Regions from separate parts of the Sus scrofa genome. Here region 2 is linked to region 1. The links are chromatin contacts, called in public Hi-C maps. All regions are on one chromosome and are shown on one strand. Each heading gives the region's core, a stretch centred on a gene start, on an enhancer-like site or on the middle of the called end of the contact. The rest is flanking DNA. Distances are from core to core; before and after follow the strand shown. Region 1 has its middle 46 kb from the start of CPO. Region 2 has its middle 160 kb from the start of KLF7.

What was found. A called contact is a pair of places that touch in the nucleus more often than the background predicts.
Region 2: a Hi-C map of embryonic fibroblasts shows a contact between it and region 1, with 2.1 times the contacts expected there. The contact joins two enhancer-like sites. A contact is called at or near these places in 5 of 47 Hi-C or Micro-C datasets (embryonic fibroblasts, heart right ventricle, psoas muscle and 2 more) and 1 of 2 datasets of contacts at active chromatin or transcription factors (skeletal muscle).

Annotation. Positions count from the first base shown.
Region 1 is chr15:110,209,011-110,212,989 of Sscrofa11.1, reverse strand. No RefSeq gene overlaps it. Among named protein-coding and RNA genes, the nearest start is that of CPO, 46 kb to the right of the region's middle. Within about 2 kb of position 1,684, at least 4 of the 83 cell types and tissues checked have an H3K27ac peak or open chromatin away from gene starts, as enhancers often do. A contact at or near this core is called in embryonic fibroblasts, where this site is marked.
Region 2 is chr15:110,535,515-110,539,493 of Sscrofa11.1, reverse strand. No RefSeq gene overlaps it. Among named protein-coding and RNA genes, the nearest start is that of KLF7, 160 kb to the right of the region's middle. Within about 2 kb of position 1,938, at least 38 of the 83 cell types and tissues checked have an H3K27ac peak or open chromatin away from gene starts, as enhancers often do. A contact at or near this core is called in embryonic fibroblasts, where this site is marked.

The DNA of each region.
Region 1 (3,979 bases), core at 435-2,934:
TAAAAGGAAAGAAATAAAGGCATTTGCAGCAACATGGTTGGACCTAGAAATTATCATGCTAAGTGAAGTCAGTCAGTCGGTGAGACACTAACATCAAATACTATCACTTACATGTGGAATCCAGAAAAAGGACACAACAAACTTCTTTGTAGAACAGATACTGACTCGCAGACTTTGAAAAACTTAATGGTTTCCAAATGAGACAGGCTGGGGGTTGGGGGAATGCACTGAAGGTTTGGGATGGACTTGCTGTAAAATTTGGTTGTGATGATTGCTGTACAACTGTAAATGAAATAAAATTCATTGAATAATAAAAATAAATACAAAAAAAAAGGAGGTGCCTGAAATCATTTAGGACCTTGCTGTTTCCAAGTGACAGACCCCCTCCCCCACCCAGAGTGACTCAAATGTCACAGGGAGGATGCACTACAGAGCATCAAGGTGTCACAGAGGGTCTCAGGGCTGCAGGCAAGACTCAGTAGAAGTCAGTCCTTTGAGTTCTTGGCCCCAGCTGCTCCTCTCTTCCCCTCTCTCATCTCTGCATCTGCTTCACTGTTTCCTTCTCTACTTCCCAGGCCATAAGAGGGGAAATCACAGTCATGCCAGAGTTCTGGATTGTTCTGTCTTGTTCCTAGGATTGGACGGGACTCTGCTGTCCCAATGTCTTGCTCCAAGAGAAGGATTTTAACTGGCCCACTGTATCACTTAACTGCTGAACCAGTCAAGGATGGGGCTGCTGGAGGCTTGATCTGTCCCATGCTTGCATGATCATGAGGGAGCAGGCAGAGGTCGTGGCAAATTGTGCACTGGCTCTTGGAACTTCTGCCTGGAAGTGACACAGGTCCCTTCTACTCACACTTCTTTGGCCAACACATGGTCAACACCTAACTTCAAAAAAAGGGAAGAAATGCAATTATATCACAAAGCCCAGAGGTGGAAACTCATACCGATTTGGGTTGGCACTAATGAGTTCCACAACGGGATTTCTGTAACAGTAAATATTAAAGGTTGATATTAAGTTGACACAAAGTAACTATGATAATTAGGAATTCTACACTGAAGGTAGTATAGAATTCAGTCCCTCAAAATTTGGGACATAATAAATTAAGTATAATCATCTGAAATTGCCAGAAGATAAGTCATTGGTTTCATTCTGTGCCATGAGTAAAATGCTAAAATGCCTCTGATGCTTCCATAAGAGGTTAGGAGTTCCCATCGTGGCTCATCAGTTAACGAATCTGACTAGCATCCATGAGGACTCAGGTTTGATCCCTGACCTTGCTCAGTGGGTTAAGGAGCCGATGTTGCGGTGAGCTGTGGTGTAGTTTGCAGACGAGGCTTGGATTCTGTGTTCCTGTGGCTATGGCATAGGCCCAGCAGTTACAGCTCTGATTTAACCCCTAGCCTGGGAATCTCCATATGCCACAGGCAAGGCCCAGGGGGAAAAAAAAAGCATAAGAGGTTAGGGATGGGGTTCTGGTGTCCCCTCCTTTTCTCTCTTCAACTATTTTCATCTGTTTTATCTGGGGGGAATGTGTGTGTTTGATGGATTTTGCTTCTCATCATGTGTTCCTCCTTCCTAGCAGCACCCCAATTCGCATCTGTATTACTTCCTTTATACTGTATGCAAAATGTCCTGCCCATCAGCCACAGAGATTCCTGGCTTCTTCTACCAGAAGCTCTCACCACTTGGTGCAGCTAAGGGTGTGACCCAAGTTTCATCAGACTCTCTCTCCTAGACCAGACTTTTGACTACAAAGGCAAAAGGAATGGTTGGCATTTATCCATTGCCACTCCAGTTCCTGCTACTTTGCATCATCTCAGCCTCATGCTTCCAATCACCTCCAGTCATATGAAAGCACTAATACCTTTCTAGCACTTTTCCTTATGCTTTGATTAGCTTATTAATTTCTATTGCCTATGATCAAACAACCCTGGGCAAATAATCTTTTACTAAGATTTGTTTTCGTTTGTTTATTTTATTTTATTTTTTTTTCAGAGTTCCCCTGCTAAAATATTAGAGTTTGGACCGGATGATGTTAGATGTTGTACCTAGTCCTGCTACGGAAGAGAACGCTTATTGCAGATCTGGCAGCTGACTCAATGCAAATGTTACCACCAACAGGAACCACAAAGAAACCTAGGTCAGTAATATGCTCTTGTACAACATGTCTCAATAGCTTTCCCACCAATCATCCTGTGCTGGCCTCTGAAATTTAACCCTTTCTAACATCCAAATATTGAAAAGCTGCAGACTTACACATCTGGAACTGAGTGATCTGAGTTTTGCTTGTGAATCTCACTCTAGCCTTCTCTCTGTGTTGGAGGAGAAAGAGCATTGTCTCCTGCACCTGCCACCTTTGAGTGAGGTTTGTGCCATTTCTGTAAAATAGAGACACCATTTTTGGTGAGCGATGTGTATAATCCTGGCACCACCTCCTCAGTCTTCCTGGCTGATATTTACAAGTTTAAATATGGCTAATGATATAACAATCCTGCCAGATGGTCAATAGGCATTACATGGATTCAGATATTTGAGTATCAGACAAATGCTCGATGCCTTTGATTGAGACTCAAACAAAAAGTCTTTTTTGGAAAACACTTTAGGATGCATAAACAGTCTAAGAAGTACGCAGAAGGATCCAGCACAGATAAATGTACCAAGAATGGGTATGGACCATGTGTTTTTCTCACCAGGCTTGGTAAGTGCTGTCTTACCAGGGCTGGGCCACGTCTAAGGGCTCTGTTGGTGTGTTCTGTCTAGAACACCAGCTCTCACATAGGTTGCAGGGAGTTAATGTGCATGGCCTCCGTGATCCACCTAATTTCACCTATTTTGTTTATAAGACGCTGCTGCCTCCCACTATAAAGGTTTATAGGTCTTCCTGATCTTTTTCATTGTATCCATGGTCCACTGCATTCCTCCTATAAAGCATTCTTTGGCGGTGGTCGGAACATCCCACTGCCCGGGGGAGTCTCCACTCCTGCTCTCTGTTGAGTCTCCGCCTGTTTTGAGGTCCCCTCACCCTCTTTCTCCCTGCCTCCCTCAGTTGATTATGGATAATGCTCCTTGAACTGACACCACCCACACTAAACAGCCCTTTCTGTACTGCATGCATTTTTTCTCACTCCCTGCAAACTGGGCACGTCTTCCAACCCACCCAGAAAGCAGCTTGATTTTCTCTAGGAAAGACTGGCCTCTTGGAAGGACATGGCACCAGTGCGCAACACCACATTTTACCTGTGAATTTTGGTTTATTTGCTTTGTTTTCTGACTTTTAAAGCATTGCTTGGCTGGGCTAAAGTACGCACATTTCAAGTGCTGTCAGCAGAGCAGAAACACTGCCATGGTTTTATTTATTGTCTACTCTTTACAGGCTCTAACTGAGGATTATTCTTAGCATTGGGTAAGAGGGTGCAATAAAGAGTTTCATGGAAGAGAGGATTTTCAGAGAATATAGGACAGAATTCCAGTGGAAGAGGGTTAAGAAAAACAGAAAGCAGCTAGTCTTGTACAAGAACGAAAAGGAAGCCACACACAGACTCTGGAGGGGTTCAAAGCCATTTAAAGACTGGCTTCTTTTCCTCTAAGTATTATATCCTTCGCACCAATTTCCCAAGCAATCCCCCTGGCTGATCCCACTGCTCTCTCACCCATATGGAAGTCTCTGGCAAAGTCCAAGGAGCTATGAACAACAAAAAAAAAAATGCAAAGAAGAGCCCCAAAAATAAAGGTTAAAATCCCAAGCTATGAACACAGCTAGTAAATTATGTGACATTACTGAAGAGTCATTGCTGTCCTCCTGGCCCTGATCTTATCAGGCTCATTCATTCCCATAAGTGTTTTGGGGCAAACCAGCACCTCAGCCAACAGTCTCTTGCGGGGGAAAGGTGTATTTGTCTACCCTCCCTCTCATTCTTCTGTCTCCAGGTCTGTCCGGAGATGTCAGGTCCTGGGAATTACAGGATTTGTCTGCCT
Region 2 (3,979 bases), core at 689-3,188, 330 kb before region 1:
GGTCTTTTTTGTTGCTCTTGGAATGACTTTTCCATTATATAGTCTATTTGGTTATGGCAAGTATATAGAAGTAGTATTGCTTTTTAGGTATTTATCTTATTCTAAGCCACTTTATAACTCTTTATTAATTAAGAAAGCTTTTAGCTGCCTTACTTGGTTTTTCCAGATATATGCTTATGTGATTTTCAGGTACTTCAGTATCTTAGTTCACAAAATTGGTTATTTTTGTTTCATGACTTATTGCCTTAGCCAAACAATATAAAGTGATAGTAATACTAGAGAAAATTTTTGTGTTTGTTTCTGATTTTGAATATTTCAAATATTTACCCATTAAATATAATCTTTATTTATTTTAAGCCAAGAGCACCTTTATCACTTTTTTTTTTTTTTTTTTTGGTCTTTTTTGCCATTTCTTGGGCTGCTCCTGCGGCATATGCAGGCTCCCAGGCTATGCCAGAGCCACAGCAATGCAGGATCCAAGCCGCGTTTGCAGCCTACCACAGCTCATGGCAACGCTGGATCCTTAACCCACTGAGCAAGGGTAGGAATCGAACCCACAACCTCATGCTTTCTAGTTGGATTCGTTAACCACTGTGCCATGACGGGAACTCCCACCTTTATCGCATTTGAAGGGCATCCTATTTCTATTTAAATATTACTTTCGTAATTAGGAAAAGGTGTTGATTTTATCAAATGTAGTGTCTTATGAAATTATCACATAGGTTAATTATTGTTGAATCAGTGAACACTCAGTGGATTATTTTTTTCCCTCCTTGGAAATCAATCTCTGTGATCTGCTGACTGGCTGTGCTAACAGTGGCAAATGTGTAAACGGTGACTTTATGAATTTGTACATATCAGAGCCAAACTCAGTACACAAGAAAGTGGGCCAGTGCTGAAGCCAGCCACCTGAGTTTCTCTCCTTGGGCACACTCTCTAAAGTTGGTGGCTTTGGAGAGTTTTTTTAAGGTAATGACAGTTGACATCACAGTTGTTACTACTCTGAAGAAAAGACATTAGAAGAGGCAGTGTGGAATAAAGTGAAGGAGTCGAGAACATGCCACCTCAATATATGATGCTTTGGCATATTAATTACTTTGCGTGAAAGGCACTTGAAAAACAGCAATTGCAAGAAAGGCACTCTGACATTCCTTTTTCTTCCTAAAAGTGGGAGATAACATTCCCCTGTAAAAGGTGCCCTCCCTGTACCAGGAGAAAGGAACATTCTTATCATCAGAGACAGGTTGTTGAGGCTGAGCGAAACCTATACCAACAGACATTATTAGACAAGCTCGTCTTCCTTTAGTCACCCCTTGTGTTAGAGTTACTTTTCCACAACTGCTGCTCTTTGTTCAACCTCGTATATTATATCTAGTCACTTCTTTGGGTCTTGTGAGGACCTTCATTTACATGAAAATAAAATATGTATTCTTTTCTCCTGTCAATCTGTCTTTGGTCAATATCAGCTGGAGATCACAGGGGCATAGAGGAAATTTTACCTCCCCTTCAATGGGAATGAAAAATCAATGGCCTGCTCGAGAAATGAGAAATGTGAAGTTAGAAGGTTGTCCCAGATGGTGCCTTTGTGTGTATGCTTCTCTCTCCAACTGAAGGTGCATACGCCCTTCTCCCTCCAGGCAAACAGCCCCCCTCATTGTATCCCCCACCCCACCGGCTCATACCCCCTCAAGCCTCTGGGCTTAGGACTGAGATGTCAGAAGGCTTGCAGTTTAAATGCCAAGCCCCAAAATATCCTCCGACATGTGGACAAATGAACTGCTAACATCAGTGTCTGTACCAGATTCTTACTGGCACTCTGGCCGCTTGTATGACCTTTCTAACACACATTTGAAAAAATGAGCAGTGCTTTCCTCTTCCCCTGGCAGCTCAGAATAGCTCTGTTTCCTTTCCTATAAACAAGTCATATCTCTGGGAATTTCTAAAGCCGAATATTGTCTGCTCAGAAGCCGTGACTCACACTCTTTCCTGGCAGTCCTGACAAACTCATGAACGCCTCTTGAGGAAAGAATCCCAGACAACAAGAGTGGTCACAGAAAGCCTCAGATTCCTTCATGTCAAACCCAGGAAGCTGAGAGACAAAGGAAAATACCAGCAAGAATCCCTGGCCACAGTCTCCCCCTCTTCTTGGCGAAGCTCACGTTCCTGGCTGTCAGAGCAGGAAGGGGAAACCCGCCTGGAAATTTGTCCCAATCTGGTTTTAGGTCATCAACCACGCAGCCCCCTGTGTTTGGGAATTTACCTAGATCAGCTTCCTCCGGATTCTGAGGGTAAAAGTTCTTGGGGGCGAGGTGGAGGAAGGGGGCAGTTTACAGGGAAATTACCAGGAGGTCTCACTTACGTCAGGTGGTGGGGCTTCCTAGCTGCTTTTAGCAGGAATTCTGTGGCCAAAAAAAAAAAAAAAAAAAAAAAATCTTTCTGTGAATTTTCTACCCTCCTCCACTAGTGATCCTGTCTCTCCAATTCTTTTGTCCCAATTTAGTGCCACATCATTTTCCTTATACTTGCTAAATTGTCAAAAAACAGAGGAAAAAATGTTTATTTGGCTTTTCCCATCTCAACAGCATAAAAATCTGCATATGTGTTTGTGTGTGTCTCTATGTGTGTGCATATGTGTGAGAGGTACATATGTAAACACAGAACTCCTTTATAAAACCCTTAGATTTTCTAGCCAATGGGAATGATAAAGGTGCCTTTAAAAATTTTTTTTTCTTAAATTAAAGGTTGATTTACAATGCTGTGCCAATTTATTCTGTATAGAATAGTGACCCAGTCATACACACACACACACACACACACATACATACCTTTTAGAGGTGACTTTGTTCTATTAGTGAGGTGACTTTTGAACCACACCTAAGGATGGAATCTGGTTGCCAGTGGAATTAACTGTGTGTTTAGAGGGTTAGAACTTTCAGCCCCTCTCTCCTGACTCCCCACCTCCATGGAGGGGAAAAGAGCTGGAGATTAAGTTCAATCACCAATGGCTAACGACTTAATTACTCACGTCTATGTAATAATGCCACCGTAAAACCCTCAAAAGATGGGAATGGGATGCCCGGAGATTCAAGGAGTTGTGGTTATGGAAGCCATGGAATTCCGCACCCTTTCCTCATACCTTGCCCTGTGCATCACTTCCATCTGGCTGTTTCTGAGTTATAGCCTTTTATAACAAACTGGTAATCTAAGTAAGTAAAATCTTCCTCCGAGTTCTGTGAACCACTCTAGCAAATTCATCAAAGTGAAAGAGGGGGTCATTGGAACTGCCAATCGATTGCATGTCAGTTGGAAGTTCAGGTGACAACTTGGACTTAGATTGGTGTCTGAAGCTGGGGGTGGGAGCCCCTCACCTGTGACAACACTATAGATAGACAACACTATCTCCAGGTACATAGGGTCAGAATTGAGTTGAATTCTAGAATGCCAGCTGGTTTGAGAGAATTACTGAGTGGTGTGGGAAAAACCTCCATATATTGGAATTGGTGACCAGAATTATAGTGACTGTTACACTAATATGATTTCCTAATTTCATTTCTCCCTCAATTCTTTAGGGTCCAGGTTTGCCTGGAACACCGAGAGTCTGGCATCCCAGGAACTCTCTCAGTCTTGGATGAACCTGAACAGTGGGTGATTCTGTTGGTCAGCGTCTGGAAAATTTCTGCTACTGATCACATGGATTATTAAAAGACAAAGGTAACCCATTTCTAACCTGAAAGTACCTGGGTTATGAGGGGATAGCATTGAACTCCATATCACAGGGGCTATGATGCATATCTTGTCTCCATACCTCTTACAGTGACTGTATAATTTTAAAAGGTATGGAATAGTTGTTGATTTGATATATAATGAGCAAGGTCGCTTATGTGTCAACATTTGTGGGAAGAGTACAACTGCAAATGATATGATTTGAGGTAAAACTGAATTCATGAGTAGTGAAGTTTTTAAAATGTAAAGTCATTAT